2 separate regions of the Mus musculus genome follow, and region 2 is linked to region 1. A link is a contact called in public HiChIP or PLAC-seq data. All regions are on one chromosome and are shown on one strand. The core of a region is the stretch at or near the end of the contact, and the rest is flanking DNA. Distances in the headings are between cores, read along the strand shown.

Region 1 (5,486 bases), core at 1,176-3,675:
AGGGCGGCCACCAAGAGGTGCAGAGAGGCTCCAAGGTTGCTCCGTGACCTCCAGCTCTCAGTTTCCAGCCATCACCCACCCCAGAGTCAGAGACCCCTCAGAGACCAGTCACAGCAAGAGCTCGTGTGAGTGACCCTGGCCTGTAACCACACAGCAAGGCCATACACACCGCCAACATTTCTGTACATGGGAATCACAGTGACAAAGATAGAAATTAAATCGGGTCACACACAAAATGGCAGGCTGAGGAGAGGGCTCTGTTGGTGAAGGTTTTGCTGTGTAATCATGAAGTCCTGAGTTTGAATCCCAGGCACCCACATGAGAGCCAGGAGCAGCAACGCCTGTCAGTGACTTTAGTCTCTGAGCTAGTCAGTGAGCCTCAGTGAGAGCCCTTGCCTGAAAAGACAAGGTGGAGGATGACTGGGGCAGATACCTCTGTGTAAAGGCATGTGCACATGTGCCCTTGAACACATATGTGTATACACACACACACACACGCACACGCACACCGCACATGCACACGCACATGCAAAGGTCAGCTTCCACCCAATTTCCAGGTAAGCAAGGAAATAGTTGGGGTGAGAAGGCTCCGGAAGGGGAGTGGGGAAGAAACCAGTCAAATGGACAAGGGAAGGGTGGTCTCAAGCAGCTATGTCACACAGCTCTCCGAAGCTGGGTTCTTCAGACGGACAAGTCTATGGCTGCCTCCTGGAAAGTGAGCTACCCTTCTTGACTCTTTGTTGGCCAGCAGGGCTGGGGCTGGGGCAGAGGACTGACAAGAAGTGGTGGTCAATAACCCAGGGGTGAGAATGGGCTCTGGGGCTGGTGACATCGGCTCAGGATGACCTTCCAAGCCAAAGCAGAGGCTGGCACTGGGTGCCACAGATGCCCCACAGGAAGCTGCCACCTGTCACCCTGTTGGGGTCTTCATTAGGATAAGAAAGAAACAGAACTGTGGGGTGGGAGGTAGTTACAGGACTGTCAGAGCTTATGACACTGGAAGTCACGGAGAAGCTGTTCAACCAAGACCCCCCTGGCTCACTGGGCTTGGAAGGTCTCAGGTTAGCTATTCCAGCACCTTCTCTATCTCTCAGACTCCCTTCCATCTTCATCCCACGGCCTGGGAGAGGAGGCCTGGGTGGCTCCGGTCTGAGCACTCTCAAGCCTTGCTCAGTTCCTTGCCTCAGTTTCCCCATCATAGATTGCCAATAACAACAACACTTGCTAGGGGTGTTGTAGGGACTGCAGAGATCTTTGTGGGGTGATCACAGTCAGGAGCCAGTTCCAGTGTGAGCTACTCCTTCCTCCCCCCGCCCCGCCCCCCAGGCACTTTGCATCTTCCCAGCCCAAGGGTGGCATCTCCTGGGTGTTGTATAAGAAGCCCCAGCCCCACAGGGCTGAGGATGGCTGGCTGCCTATCAGATGAGACATCTGCGTGTTTCAGGCCTATAGCTGCCCGAGATCCCTGCCTCTGTCTGGCTTCTTAAACCACAGAGCAAGGAATTTGATATTTCCTTGTAAGGGCTATGGGCTTTTGTGGTTCCTGTCCTCCTTGGGCATACAGTCTGATTGTGAGTCAGGAACCCAGAGGCTGCAGCAGGAGGGCTGGGGCAGGAGATACTTTCCAGAGAAGATGCTCAGAGGAGGGGCAGGGGAGACAGAGGGTAGCAGAAACTGCTGGAGGCACCCAGGAGCTCACTGTGGGTCAGGGCAGACCCTTACATGAGCTCACTCATGGGGAGACCTTGGGTTGGATAATCAAGGGGAACCACTGCTTGCAAAATCCCTGTCACCTGTGAAGACATAGAACAGGTTCTACCATCACCACCCCCATTTTACATATGAAGAAACTGAGGTTCAGGGAGGACAGCAGCACCCCTCTAGTCCTGCAGCTTTGGTCTATCTCTAGAGAAACCTAGGACCAGCCTGCGTGAGGCCTGTCCAGATCTGGAAGGAAGGGACTAGGGACCAGGGGTAGGAGTTGGGATGGAGGAGCTGAAGGGGTGGGCAGCAAAACCAAAGCCAAATCCTATTAGTACTAGGCAGAGAGATGGAGGAATGTGGGTGAGGACAGGGTCAGTCGAGGAGAGGCCTGGAACCCCTAGAGCACCGGATAGTTCCCCCTCCCTCCCAGGTGCGACCCCTCAACTTCCCGGAAGACACCACCCCCAGCTGGGCGGAGAGAAGGCCCACCGCCCCCGAGCCGCCCAATCAGAGGCACTCCCAGTCTGATGGCGGAGGCGCGGGCTGAGGGTTCCCCGGGCCTTCGGGGGAGCCCGGGGACCTGACCCCGACTCGGTGCCCCCGGCCCCCGCCCCCAGCCTCATTAGCACCGACGCCGGTTGTCTCCCCTAGCTTTCCGGTGGCTCCAGAATTTAAAGGTTAAATCCTAACCTCATCTCAGCAGTTTCTCCGGGCTTTGCCTACCCAGCGCCAGTTGCTGGTAATTATATGCATCTCCGAGCAGCCAATCAGCTGTCAGACTGACAGATACTGATCTTTTCGTTTTATTTTTAGCTCTGTGCTTCCCCCTCTAGTTGCAAAAAAAAATTCTGTTTGTTCTGAAAGCCGCTGCCTGCAGCCCTGCAGCCTGCTCTCATCTCTCCTCCAGCCAGGCGCGAGCAGGCAGCCACTGAGGATGAAGCCTCCATCCCTTCTCCAAAGCAAGGACAAAACGGCCTCTGTCCCCAGCTAAGGGCCGGCCAGGACGAAGCCCCGCTGCTGCACAGGGCCGAGGCGTCCTCGGATGCACAGCCACGGGAGAGAAGATGGCTTTGGCCTGGAGAGGTTGCGGCATGGAATGGAGACAAATCCTGTCGGTGGCGCCCGGAGGCCAGGAGAGGGGCAAAGACAAACAAATAGCGGGGCAGAGCTTCACTGAGAGTGGAGGGGCTTACACAAGCCAGTGACCCCAGAAAAGCAATCACCTCACAAAATGAACAGAAAGGGGCCTAGAAGCTGCCCCAGCTCAGTTTTGCATGGGTAGGCCATGCTAGGCACACTGGACCCTTCTAAGTCACCTGCCATGGGAAAGGCCAGCGATATGCACCCCTGGAGTCCTTTTATGGATCGTTCTAAAAGGCTGTATGGGTCTTCCAGGAGGCCCCTGGTCATACAGTAGATTTTGGAGAGGTCTGATAGACTCTACGGTTTATAGAATTTCCCCTTGTGCCTCAACACTCTGCCCCGAACTCATGCTTGGCCGTAGATAAAGAGAAGCCGGCCAGCCAGGACAGGGCCAGGATCCCATCATGACTTCTCTCTGGAGGTAGAATCCAGTTTAGGACACTGGCCACAGAGGCCTGGATTTAAGCCCAGGTCATGTTTCTCAGCTCTGGGTCCCTAAACAACCACAAGCTCTCAAAGCCACAATGTTCCCATCCATGAAGTGGGTCTCAGGCATGCCTGCACCTCTGGGAGTGACTTGAGGGTAGTAAATGGTCACTCCTGGCTCCAGCACCCCGGGCCTAGCGCCCTAAGAGTATCACCAGGTCCTCTGTTTGGTAGATGGGGAAACTGAGGTTCATCTGACTCTTATTTGGCAGATCTGGGACTAGAACCCTCCCCTCCCTTTTTGGCTTCCTATTCTCTGACACCACAGATGGTGTGCTGAGAAGGCTGAGGAAAAGCGAGGAGAAGGGAATTAGGAGACCCAGCGAGATGGCGGGAGGCAGGAACACCCGGATCAATTACTTGCGCTATAAATTCTGCTGTTTTGCAAAGTGAGCACACAACCAGAGAAGCAGGGATCCCGATAGGACCTGGATTGAGCCGAGCATGCAGCACCCCAGCTGCCGATGAAAAGGATGAGCTGCAGGCTGGGGTGCTGCAGAGGTCAAGGGCCCACAAGTGGGGAGCTGAGGAGAGAATGCAGTTGAGCTCTTGGGAGAGTCAGCCTTTCTGCCGTCCCTAGCGGCTCTCTTCTCTATGCTGCTGGGTGGGAAGCCTGCCCTTTACTCCTGGCCCTGGACTTGGTTCAGAAGAGAGTCTCAACATGCCCATCCATAAAATGGGGTCATGAGGGCATCTCTTCCTGGGGCCAGTGGGAGGGGTCAGTGAAGTGTAAGGTGTGGGTGGCTTTGCGGGGGGGCCTGCACACACAGCAAATAGACTTGCTGCCGTTATGGTTGCTACTAGGAAGATAACCATGGGCTGGGTTGGGGGGCTGGTTTCAGGCAGATGGAAGTGCACTTAGCTATTGAAAGTGGGGAGGGGCTGGGGTGCAGCTTGGTGGATAGAGTGCTTGTCCTGGGGTCGATCCACAGCACCAAACAGACCAGGCATGGTGGTGCACACCTATAAGTCAAACACCTGGGAGGGAGGAGACAAGAGGATCGGGGGTCCCCCCCTGACAACTCAGAAAATTCAAAGCCAGCCTGGACTACATAAGAACCTGCCTTAGAAACAGAGTGGTCGTCCCTGTGACGGGCAGCACTAGAGAGTTCCCACAGCCATGGGGAGGGGTTCCCACCTTGCTGCATGTATCGAGCAGAGACCTGCCTCCATCCTCAGCATAATGCCCCACGGCTGCTGCTTTCCATCTCTGCAACCCTGAACCTCAACCCTTTAGGCCCCAGTGTTCCCATCCGGAAAGTGGCTCTCAACATCACCTCCCTGTGCCTGTGAGGTTGTGTGCTCACATGGCAAAACAACAGAAATCAACAGTCTCAGTAATTGACCATGGTGTCTGCAAGGCATGATCTCTTCCCAGCTGGAAAACAGGGCGAGGAGCTAGGCAGACCCCCTCCCTCCATGGCCTCCATGGGTGCAGAGCAAGGCAGACCCCCATGGCCCTGGAGCCTCCTGCAGCTCCAGAAAGGGGACGGCAGCACCGGCCTCTCCTACTAGAATGCAGGTGTCCGAGGAAAATGGGATCCTGAGAGCAGCCCTGCTGGAGCCTTCCACACTATAGGATTTCCAAGGCTGGCCACTCTGAGACAGTCCCTAGACACCTCCTTCTGCAGGGCAGGGGAGTACTCAGGAGAGAACCAGCCCCAGGCTTGGAGCTATTTGTCAGGAAGGAAATAGTAGGCATATCTCTGTCGTGTCCCCCCCCTCCCCCCCGCCCTCCAGGGATGCCAGTCTTTTGGTCCCAGACAACAACCAAATATATCAAACAAGATGACCAAATACAGCTAGGAACTACCAGAGCAAAGCATTGTGACAAGCTGGAGTGGAGGACTGAGGGCAAGTCCCTGGTCAGAAATCAGAGCCCTGGGGAACAGGCTTTCCTTTTGTGTAGACCAGGACCAGAGGTGGGCCATCTCAGGATGACGGTAGAGCAGCCTGCTAGCTTTCAGGGAGCCTACACTAAATTTCTTCTACAAAACAAAACAAAACAAAACAAACAAAAATAACACAACCGTCCTTGGGTAGAGACAATGGAGATGCTTTGTTAGCGGCAATGGCTATAACAAATAACCCTGTAATGATTGGTGTTAATTGGCAACATGACAAGATAAAGAATCCTGTGGGGGAAGTGGCTT
Region 2 (5,138 bases), core at 286-2,785, 140 kb before region 1:
TCTCCTGCCTACTCTAAATGTAACCTACCTAACTCACCTATGACATGGCTAGCTCTTATGCCTTTATGCGCTCCTCTATGGTCCTTCTATTTCCTTCCTGGCTGATCTCTGAATCTCTGGCTTCTGCTTCTTCTCCTATCTCTGACCCTGCCCTGAAGTTCTGTCCTCTACTTCCTGCTGGTCTATTGGCCGTCAGATCTTTAGTACAACCAATCAGAAAGGACTGGTAATTTGCAAAATAGAAAACCCAAAGATAGTTAGGCATGGTGGCTCACGCCTTTAATCCCAGCACTCAGGAGGCAGAGGCGGGTGGATTTCTGAGTTGGAGGCCAGCCTGGCCTACATAGTGAGTTCCAGGACAGCCAGGGCTATACAGAGGAACCCTGTCTTCCAAAAAAAAAAAAAAAAAAAAAAAAAAAAATAGAATGGCAATACCAGAACCCTGCCAGCGTTCAGTGCTCTGCCAGTACAGAGAGATGCCGGGCAGTGGTGGCGCACGCCTTTAATCCCAGCACTTGGGAGGCAGAGGCAGGTGGATTTCTGAGTTGGAGGCCAGCCTGGTCTACATAGTGAGTTCCAGGACAGCCCGGGCTACACAGAGAAACCCTGTCTCAAAAAACCAAAAACCAAAAATCAAAAAAAAAAAACAAAAAAAGTAGAGAAAAGAAAAAAAAAGAAAGAAAAAGAAAAGAAACTACAGACACACCTTTGCGCAATGTGAATAGGTTACCACAGTGCACAGTGACTGGCACACCCACAGACAGAATCAACAGAGCCGGACACCTCTGAGCCGGTGAGCCAGAATAAATCTTTCCTCCTTCAGTTTGTCAGGCACTTCATCTCAAGAGAAGGCTGACAAACTGCGTGCTACACTAAGCCAGGCAGGCTCAGGAAGGTGAAGGCCCGCTGGTGTCTGAGTTGAGGCTCAAACAGAATCCAAAAACATTGAACTCAAGTTAACTCAGTGGATAGACAAATTTGCCTTCACGCTGCTGTGATTCCAGCTCCAGGGGACCACGCTTTCTCCTCTGGCCTAATCAGGTGTTTGCAAGTGGGCGTGCGTGTGCATATGCTCGCACATCTACACATAAGTAAAAGTAATAAAACAGCCAGGGAGAGTTCCAGGACAGCCAGGGCTACAGAGAAACCCTGTCTCGAAAAACCAAAAAAAAAAAAAAAAAAAAAAAAAAAGTAATGAAACAATAAAGTACTGTGTTGTTGTTGTTTTGGTTTTATGAGACAGAGTTTTTCTGTGCAGCTCTAGCTGTCCTGAACCAGGCTGTAGACCAGGCAGGCTTCGAACTCAGAGATCCACCTGTCTCTATCTGCCTCTAATCTGCTGGGTTTAAAGGTATGAGCCACCACACCTGGCCTTACAATAAAGTTTTTTTTTTTTTTTGTTTGTTTGTTTTAAAGACAATGGAAAGCAGCAAAGGGCAATCCAGAAGGACTTTAATCTCCCAGTGCCCCTAGAACCGAATGCCACAGTTTGAGTGACAGCTGCGCCGGAAGCTGGGTCTGCACCCAGGGCGGGGGCAGGTGAGCTCCTTCAGAGGCTCTGGGCAGACTGCTTGCTCCATCTCCTAGCTTCTCAGGACAGCTGCAGCTGTTGGCCGTTGCTCCTCCTTTAGCCGCTGTCCTTCCTGTCTCCATCTCCTCCTATGAGGGCACAGGCTGTAGAGCATCTCCCTTGCTCCAGGACAGAATGACCTGTCACATTCCCAGCTAGTGGGGTAAGGGTTAGGGGCTCAGCTCATCTTCAGAGAGAATGTAAAGTAAGGTGTGGGGGAGGGGTGTGGACCTCCACATGTGCACTGTGGTACGCCGCATATACATGGACCTGTGTGTGTAGGCTCTGGGGACTCTCCTTCACACAGACTGTGGGTGATGGTGTGCACGTGCACACCACACACACACACACACACACACACACACACACGTGGGGAATAAATGTTTCCTTTAAAAGAGAGATCAGAATTTAAAGCAGGTCCGGTTGTCTGCAATGAAGCTTGTATAACAAAGGGAAACAAAGTATGACCCTGGGCTCCAGATGCCCCCAGACCAGCAATCCGACCGAGCCTCAGAGGAGAAAAGAAGGAAACCAGGAAGAAAAACGATGTTTTTTTTTTTTTTTAATTTATTTATTATATGTGAGTTGTAGCTGTCTTCAGACACTCCAGAAGAGGGAGTCAGATCTCATTACGGATGGCTGTGAGCCACCATGTGGTTGCTGGGATTTGAACTCAGGACCTTCAGAAGAGCAGTCGGGTGCCCTTACCCACTAAGCCATCTCACCAGCCCGAAAAACGATGTTTTAAGGAATTGGCAGAAAATATTGCAAGTTTGAAAAAAAATTATCATTGGGGGAGTTCAGTGAACCCCAAAGGATGAGTTAAAAAAGAATCATGTTAGGTTCTTGTGACCAGATGCCAAGAAGAAAAGAGATGGCATCTGGGTGTGTGGAGGGCAGAGTTAGGACTCAGAACACTCTTAGGACACAGGTTCTGGGGCCAAATTTCCAAAAAAAAATTTTTTTTTAAATCTTTGTGTGTGTTGGGAGGTGTTGAGACAGGGTCTCTATACATAGCCCTGACCTGTTAAAAACATGTTTTAGCCGGGTGTGGTGGTGCACGCCTTTAATCCCAGCACTCGGAAGGCAGAGGCAGGCGAATTTCAGAGTTGGAGGCCAGCCTGGTCTACAAAGTGAGTTCCAGGACAGCCAGGGCTACACAGAGAAAACCCTGTCTCGAAAAACCAAAAAACAAACAAACAAAAACCCAAAACAAAACATGTTTTAAGGGCTTGAGAGATGTCTCAGTGGTTAAGAGCACTGGCTGCTCTTTCAGGGGATCTGAGTTCAATTCCATTCCCAGCAATCACATGGTGGCTCACAACTGTGACTCCAGTTCCAGGGAATCTGACACTCTCTTCTAGCTGCTCTGGGTAATACTAGCATATACATGGTGCACAGACATACATGCAGGCAAAACTCCAGTAAGCACACATTTAAAATAAGAATAAAAAGTAAATTAACTTACATTTTGACATATTTATTTTATGTGTATGAATATTTTGCCAAATTATTGCCCGCTAGGCTACTGGAGACAAATTTAAAAGATAATCAAGGACTGGAGAGATGGTTCAGTGGTTAAGAGCACCGACTGCTCTTCCAGAGGTCCTGAGTTCAATTCCCAGCAAGCACATGGTGGCTCACAACCATCTGTAATGGGATCTGATGCCCTCTTCTGGTGTGTCTGAAGACAGCTACAGTGTACTCACATACATAAAAAGATAATTAAGGACAGATATGGTGATGCACACCTTTAATCCTGGGCAGAGTCAGTTGAATCTCTGGGAATTCAAGATCAGCCTAGTCTACCTAGTGAGTTCAGGTGTTTAGGCCAGCCTGAGCTATATAGTAAAACCGTGTGAGTGTGTGTGAGTGTGTGTCTGTCTGTCTGTCTGTCTGGTATAAAATCAAGGACAGCTAAATAGACGGCAGATTCCATATGATAGCAATGAGAGCCGGAAGACAATGGAAGAACATCTCCAGGCGCTGTAGGAAAGCACTGTCAGTTTGGTGGGTGTGATGATATCTTTCAGAATAGAGAAGTAAAATCCTGGAGGTGGCTCAGCAGATTAGGTCTGGTGACATGAGATTAATCCCTGGGGCCTGCATGGTGGAAGGAGAGAGTGAACTCCTGGCTCTACACAAGCACCAGGGTGCATGTGTACCACTCTGTGCCACTCTGTGCAATGGTGGTCGTAGTAATTCTTAGTTGGACTCATAAATACATAGTGTGTGGGAAGCTAGAGAGACGGCTCCGCTGTTAAGAGTACTGGCTGCTCTATCAAAGGACCCAGGTTCAATTCCCAGCACACACAGGGCAGCTTCCAGTTCTAGGAGATCTGACAGCCTTACATGTACATATGTGCAGGCCGAACACCAATGCACATAAAATAAAAATAAAAATAAATAATTATTGGGGGAAAACCAAACCACAGTGTATTATAGTACAATCAATTTAAGCTTATCTCTGACTAGCTTACAAATAAATGAGACTCAGACTATGGCGAATTTATTTGGTTTTGACAATTACTGAGGCGTAACCCCTAATCTACTCTCCTAACTGCTGGCCTAGCTACACCTCCAGTGGTGGGCCCCAGACACTTGCTGTTTCTCGTGGCCATGGTTCCTCTCCCCTCAGGGCGGCTTCCTCCTCCTCTTTTCCCCTCCTTGGGCCCCGTGAAGATCAGCACTACCTCCTCCCACCAGCTAGCTCCCAACCCACTCACCTCTAATCCCTCCAGTAATTGGCTGTAGCCAATTTTATTTAACCAATAGTTGGTTGGTTGTTTTTCTCTTCTCTTCTCTTCTCTTCTCTTCTCTTCTCTTCTCTTCTCTTCTCTTCTCTTCTCTTCTTTTCTTTTCGTTTTTCAAGACAGGGTTTCTCTGTATAGCCCTGGCTGTCCTGGAACTCACTCTGTAGGCCAGGCTGGCCTCGAACTCAGAAATCCACCTGCCTCTGCCTCTCAAGTACTGGGGTTAAAGGTGTGCGCCACTGCTGCCCAGCTTAACCAATAGTTTTAAACAAGGAAGAAGGATTACACAAGAGTTTGTGGCCACAGTTTCCAGCACGAGGCTGTGGAGTACTATTGTAAAGTTCCTACATGGTCATGAAGCCATTGAGACTTTCGGGTCAGCTAATGAAAGAGGGCTGGATATGGCGCAGCAATTAAGAGCATTAACTATTTTTACAGAGACCTGGGTTCAATTCCAGGACCCACATGGTGGCTCACAACCATCTGTAACTCCAATTACAGAGGATCCAATGTCCTCTTCTGACATCTGAGGGAGACAGGAGCAATGAGGTAATAGAGGACAAGGTGGCTTAGACCACCCCATAGCAATAAGAACACTACATTATACATAAATGGACAAGGTACTCCATTTAAAGGCAGAGATCATCAGAGTGGATTCAGAGGGAGCCATGTCAGAGCTTTAGGTCTGCAACTGGGAGAGTTAAACAACCTCCAAGACAAGTCCTGGGCGACACTGGGTGTTTTCTAAAGGAACACTCTAAACTCAACCTAACACCAGTGTTATTTTCCTTGATGATGCCTGTTGAAACACAATA

What was found. HiChIP or PLAC-seq counts read pairs in DNA pulled down with a chosen protein or histone mark.
Region 2: a contact with region 1 is called in an H3K27ac HiChIP or PLAC-seq map of double positive thymocytes, with 5 read pairs. The contact joins the enhancer-like site here to the promoter of Cstad in region 1. A contact is called at or near these places in 14 of 39 promoter capture datasets (the 3T3-L1 cell line, 3T3-L1-derived adipocytes, the C10 cell line and 9 more), 1 of 15 datasets of contacts at CTCF or cohesin (large pre-B cells), 14 of 484 Hi-C or Micro-C datasets (B cells, CD8 T cells, Th17 cells and 7 more), 31 of 115 datasets of contacts at active chromatin or transcription factors (the 230-238 cell line, CD8 T cells, T-cell acute lymphoblastic leukemia and 21 more) and 5 of 9 other capture datasets (adipose tissue, embryonic stem cells, liver and 2 more).

Annotation. Positions count from the first base shown.
Region 1 is chr2:30,591,983-30,597,468 of GRCm38.p6, reverse strand. Cstad (CSA-conditional, T cell activation-dependent protein) reads right to left here and starts at 2,425. Exons shown (of 2, transcript NM_030137.2): 1 at 2,395-2,425. The coding sequence starts at 2,399.
Region 2 is chr2:30,730,503-30,735,640 of GRCm38.p6, reverse strand. No RefSeq gene overlaps it. Among named protein-coding and RNA genes, the nearest start is that of Gm39782, 9.3 kb to the right of the region's middle. Within about 2 kb of position 1,535, at least 21 of the 459 cell types and tissues checked have an H3K27ac peak or open chromatin away from gene starts, as enhancers often do. A contact at or near this core is called in double positive thymocytes, where this site is marked.